2 separate regions of the Oncorhynchus mykiss genome follow, and region 2 is linked to region 1. A link is a contact called in public Hi-C data. All regions are on one chromosome and are shown on one strand. Each heading gives the region's core, a stretch centred on a gene start, on an enhancer-like site or on the middle of the called end of the contact. The rest is flanking DNA. Distances are from core to core; before and after follow the strand shown.

What was found. A called contact is a pair of places that touch in the nucleus more often than the background predicts.
Region 2: a contact with region 1 is called in a Hi-C map of liver, with 5 times the contacts expected there. The contact joins the promoter of LOC110501663 here to the promoter of LOC110501661 in region 1. A contact is called at or near these places in 2 of 3 Hi-C or Micro-C datasets (blood and liver).

The regions. Positions count from the first base shown.
Region 1 is chr22:26,991,068-26,994,263 of USDA_OmykA_1.1, reverse strand. It overlaps LOC110501661 (mannosyl-oligosaccharide 1,2-alpha-mannosidase IB), which reads right to left and starts at 1,529. Exons shown (of 15, transcript XM_036959013.1): 1 at 1,308-1,529; 2 at 590-646.
Region 2 is chr22:27,185,137-27,188,332 of USDA_OmykA_1.1, reverse strand. It overlaps LOC110501663 (ganglioside-induced differentiation-associated protein 2), which reads left to right and starts at 1,496. Exons shown (of 14, transcript XM_021579372.2): 1 at 1,496-1,734; 2 at 3,021-3,196. The coding sequence starts at 3,058.

The sequences.
Region 1 (3,196 bases), core at 280-2,779:
AGAGAGTTATGAGGACAGAGCAGGTATATAATTGGTACATACCATACACACTTTGGTTCATTAGCCTGAACAATACCTGTCTTTACAGTCAGAATAATCATCACAAAATATAACAATGAGGCTTTTAAGTCAGTAACACCAAATCATTAACCTTACAAAAGACCTAGGAACCTGCACATCTGACTTTGGGAGTAACTGTATTTTGAATAAACACAATATGTTAGTCCATAAGGATTAACTGCCCATACAGAATGTACTGTATTCATTGAACGCAATTATAAAGCAAATGGAAACGTTTCCAAGGAGAGTCGGCAGACCTTTATGTCAACCCGGTTTGAAAAGGGAAAGATACTTTCAGGTAGGCAGGCTAAAGGTTACATCAAATAGTGATACGTAGCTAGATGATGGCAAAATCACCTGCGTGAGCGCGTGATACCATCACAACATCAATGCACATCACCTCCACTTATCAATGATATCTAATGCGGTACATATTTCCATTGCAGTACCTAATATAATAGTGTAATTGTAAGCAAAGTCACACTTAAAAATATTTAATAAGCATAATTGTAGAGGAAACAAATCTTACCGTGCAAATTCTGTCATTCTGATCCATGTTCTTTGGTTGTGATCCGAACACTATGAGCTGGATAAGCAACGACAGAATCAAAACCAACTCGAAATGTTTTGTTAATGCCCAACTAACACATATTGTAAGTTAATTTAACAGGACAGTTATTAGGCTTTCAAATAGTGAAACATTTTAATCAGATATTGTCGCATCCTCGACAAGGTTCTAATACAGAGATACATTCTCCCTTGACCATTTCAATAGTAGCAAAATAAGTGTTCAAATGACAACTAGCTAGCTACTTATGTTCCTGTTAAATTATGTGGTTAAAAATCGGTCTTGTCTTGCTAATTTGTATGAATATTCCCAATATCCTGTATTTTATCAGCTTCCTCACCCGGGCCTGCGTCTATCGCGCAGCGTCTCCACAGAATACCAAATTCATCCACTGAATTGACAGGCTTGGCTAGCCATCTAGCTAGTTAAATTACTAATGGAGAAAAGCAATAACATTAACTTAGCTAGCCGATTAAACACATATATGTGCACCCGCAATATTGTATTGTAATATTAGCTAGCTACGTTTCTCGGATATGTTGAGGTTAGGAAAAGAGTTGGCCTGCTAAAGACTGCGCCTTTTTCTGTAAAGGCATCTGGCTAGCTAGCTACTGTTAGCAAGCTGGCTAGCTATCCTCCGGAGGCAGTCCGTTACGATATTTCGCCGCTGCTGCATCACCTCAATAATGCCTTTGAGTAAATCGGTGACAGACATGCATCCTAGTCCACCGTTTCCAAATAGCCGTGTTCAGAAATGTATTCGGGTAACTCGCTATCTATGATTTCATTTTGTAGTTTTGCTTTCCCTTTGCTCATTTCATTCTTGATAGCTCTACAGCTCTCTAAATAGCTAGCCTCTGTCAAGGGATGTTGATACTGCTGCAACTCTACAACGAACCACGGCTCCTCCCACAATCTCGAACATCGACTACCCAGCCTGGTACATTTAGGGAGCGTCTATCAATTACAAAAGTATTTTTGCAACGTGTTTTATTTGTATTTATTTAAACTTTATTTAAATAGGCAAGTCAGTTTTGCAACGTGTATGTCTGTGTGATTTAGCACTGACTGTACTTTGTAGCTAGTCCTTGTATTAAAAATATATTTGTATTGCATGTGAAAGACTACAATGCACAATGGCTGAATATGGATCTAGCAATTAGTGCTTTGCAAGGTAGCCCAGTTCAGTGTTTCCCAACCAGAGATCTACTTGGCCTATCCACGGGGAGTATGAGGCTCATGAGACCATTGGTTTACTGGTCAAATGAACATGAGGGTTCGGGATGGAAATTCATTCACTCCATGAAAAATAAATAACATTTTTGATACAATATCAACATTTCAAGATAGTAGAACATACTTATATGAAATGTTTCTTCATTTGTAATATTGCGTGGTGCTTTCAGAGGTGGCACCACATATAAATAAATCAGCTGTAAAACAGTTTTATATGGGCTATGATGGGACCAGATTTTTTCTAATCTGGTCATGGTTTTATAAAAAACTAGTCAACAACTGAGATTGGACAATATAACTAACAGGGCTGAGCTTGCTTTATGCAGGGTTGCATCATGTAGGCCTTTGCATCTGTAATTTAAAAGTTACTCACACAGTATGTCATGACTTTTCTGTTGATTGATTCATTCCAGTAAATAATTTTGGATTGATAAATCTAGGTAGTTTAGCCAACCAAAGTTTGAATTTAAACCAAATTTGATCACATTTTCTCTTCACACAAATAAATAGCCCTAATTTAGGGTATAAATATATAGTTTAGCCTATGAATACATGATGTTACCACTTCGTTTCCAATGGCCAGAGGGGATCAGAGCACATAGGCTTCTCTAGGCTATCTGCAGCTGATCAAACTGAAGATCGGATTAATTGTGCATGAGTTTTCAACCCTTTTGTGTCAATATTTTTTAGCAAACTGAATCAAAAGTGTTGGGGCAAATGTCGGCAGCACTGCTTTCCTGATCTCTGCAACGTGGATAGATGGAAATTGCCACACAATGCTTCAGATTATGAAACATATCCTATATGTATGTTCTACCATCTCGAAAGGTTGACTTAATATCAAACATTTTTTACTCAGTATTAAAATTAAAATGATGGCAAGAATGAGCTTCAATAGTTCAGGGGTACTCAGGGCAGAGAAATTGAGTTGGTGGTACAGTAACCTAAAAAGGTTGGGAACCATTGGCCTAGTCCTGGAAATTCCAGACCTAGGGCCCTAGGGCAACATTGTTAACATTGTGGGAGACAACCCATCTGCCTAGGGAGACTATTTGCAAGGCCTTCAGTTAAGGGCAAGGGAATTATGGGAAAGTAGATGTTTTTTTAAGTGTCGAAAACGACATTGTAATTGTGTAGAAAGACATTTAGTGGCACATGATCCTAGATCCTATAAAATACACTTAGCAAATGCACTCTCTTGTTGCCTACCATTGGGCAACAGCGCACAGTCAATTATCTTCAGTCTGTCAGCTTATAAATCAGAGTGCTGCTTTTGACCCCGACAAAATGTGTTTTCTGCCCACTTTTACACCAAGTCTGAAAATATTGCTT
Region 2 (3,196 bases), core at 247-2,746, 190 kb before region 1:
ATCCATTACTTTAGTCTGTATAATGGGTATTGTGTTGTTGATTTACAGAAAATATCTCCTCAGCCATATATTTGACCATATCTAAATGCCCAAATTTACCGACAATATATAAAACTCTCGAGGATTTACATACAATTCCAACCGCTCCTCTGAGTGGCGTTGGCCTATGCGTATTACACAAATGTTGTGATTTATCGTGACCCTAACCATTATTCCGTAATATTTTTGTTGTGTGTGTGTCTTCTACGGAGGGATAGGTGTGTTATTTGTCGTGATCAAAGATTTAATTTCATATTGACAAGATAGTCGAGTGACCACTCTAACAATGGAAATACATGTCCTCAAATATGGAAGACAGGCGGGAGGAGGCGAGATCAGGTGGGACCATTCTAGCAAGACAGTACAGTATGAAGCAATATTTGGTTTGGGGTCCTCTCACCTCGAGGTAAAACATTTCAGTGGCCCCCCTCGTGACGGTGGTGAGAAAAGTTTTAAAGTAAATTTCCTAAAATTCTACACATTTTGCCTTGGGGCATAGAGAAAATGTTGCAGTTTTAAAGGCCCAGTGTAATCAGAAACGTGATGTTCCTGTTTTTATATTTCCACACTATGAGGTTGGAATAAAACTATGAAATTGTGAATATTATGTTTAGTGTAAGAGCTGTTTGAAATTTCAGCCTGTTGGTGGGATGGATTATTGGGCTTCCATAGAGTTCATAGCACGTTTTCTACAATTCTACACATTTTGCCATGGGGCGGAGAAAAAAAATAGCAGGTACAGATAATTTCCTACAACATCTGTAGCCATGAAATGCTTTGAACACATCAACACCATCATCCCAGACACCCTGGGCCCACTCCTACTCACATCCTGCCTCAACAGACCCACAGATGACACCATCTCTATTGCACTCCACACTGCCCTTTCCCACCTGGACAAGAGGAACACCTATGTGAGAATGCTGTTCATTGACTACAGCTCAGTGTTCAACACCATGGTGTGAAACATGATCAAAAGCTTTTAAAAAAACAACGTTATTTAACTAGGCAAGAACAAATTATTAGTTACAATGACGGCCTACCCTGTGCACTGCCCTATGGGACTCCCAATCACAGCTGGTTGTGATAAACCTGGAATTCAACCTGTAGTCTGTAGTGACTCCTCTTGCACTGAGATTCAGTGCCTTAGACTGCTGCGCCACTCAGGAGCCCACACTGCATTGGTGTTGGGATAAATGCTCTGACTCTGTAGTTAATATATACATTTTTAAAATGTAACTTTTATTTAACTAGGCAGGTCAATTAAGAACAAATTCTTATTTACAATGACAGCCCTACATTGGCCAATTGTGCACCATCCTATGGAACTCCCAATCATGGCCGGTTGTAATACAGCCTGCATTCGAACCAGGGTGTCTGTATTGACGCCTCTAGCACTGAGATGCAGTGCCTTAGACCGCTGCGACGTGCATCAATCACTACTTCGCGGTCTTGTTTGAGTAGACAGATTTTGGGCAGAGTGAACCCTCTCGCTTCGCGTCTTCCTCTCTGTCGCGAATCAGCTGATCAGGAACTCACCAAACTGTAGTAAACGTGACAGTACGATGGGAATTGGCTATATCAAATCGAGTTTTGCCATGTTTGGGATGTTAAGAACATCTGTATTCTTCGCTTTTTGTAATTCAGTCATGCTCGGAGTCGACAACTAATAGATTCGTGGACAAAAGAAAACGGGTAGGTGTAACATTTTCTCCTGTAGCTTCCTGATATATAGATACATCTTTAAATTATTTTCCATTTTCGGCATGCTACTATTTTCTGCCGTGCTAGCAGATACATTTGCGAATCAAAGTAAAAAAGAAGGCAAATGCTACACTGGGAGTGTGATGGTCAGCTGAGCTCGAGCTCCATGGTTGGTGATTATGACATATTTAGTTTTTTCATAATTAGATGTTTTCCCATATTTATCCATTAAAATTGAAATACCTTAATATGAGTAGTCGCACAAGCAAAAACACTGTGGGAAATGTGAGAGGAATACCATTGTTCGTCAAGTGTATTTGACCCATGCTGCAGTCAACAAAAATATATATCAACTAGCTATGTTTATCTTCATTCTGCATTTCAATACGTCCTTATGGTGCTTTTGAATTCCCTGTCTGTTTAGGTTCACTTCATGGTAATGCCCTCCCCTCTCGTGCCATAAGCTCCAAAACAGAACTGTTCCTAGAACGCGGCCAGTCTAATGTTAGACAGAGGCCCTCAGTCATAGGTGTTGACATGGTATGTAGTTAGCTGATAGTCTCGAAAACACAATCTTAAATAGCTGCAGGTTCTGGGAAAAAAAGGAGCCAGACCTTCCTTGCCTGTTTCACCCAATTTTCTTTAACTGCCACCTAACCTCACACAAGTGCATTCATTATGTGAGGCTTCATTTTCAGGCTGTATACTAGAGGTTAGAAGTACTGAAGACGGGATGGTTTGTTACTGTCTTGACTCTAGACACTGGAAGCTATTTTACAACTGTCAGTCAAAGCCTTTCTTTGATTGTGCAAAAATGCTTTTGCTTTACAAAATGTTTTTTTTATATTGCCAAGCTTACTTAATTATGAACACTGAAACACCCATGTAATCACCAATTGTGACTGTCTGTTTTTCCTTGTCATAGATGCTTATTTTGAGGTTTTTTTTCAGTTAAAAACAAACTCTTATTTACAACGACGGCCTACACCGGCCAAACCCGGGCCAATTGTGTGCCGCCCTATATGACTCGAAGTCACGGCCGGTTGTGATACTGCCTGGATTCGAACCAGGGTGTCTATAGTGACGCATCTAGCACTGTGATGCAGTGCCCTAGACTGCTGTGCCACTCAGGAGAGTGGTTGGGTTAAATGCGGAAGACACATTTCCGTTGAATGCATTCACTTGTACAACTGACTAGGTATCCCCCTTTCCCTTCCTTCCTATTTGGTTCCTGGATGTGGACACTGAAAATACACTTTCTCTGGCTTTGTTTGAAGTGTCGAGCATTGAGGTGCCGGCCAGCGCAGTGCAGGAATGGATCCTCTGGGAGCACGCTCTCAGTTTGTGGAGGTCCAGACTCTGTCCACCTGGGAGTGGCAGCCAGACCCTGAGGGAGAGGAGAAGGAGTACAACTTCAGCCAGCAGGCCTTCCTATCCCCCTTCCCCTACAGAG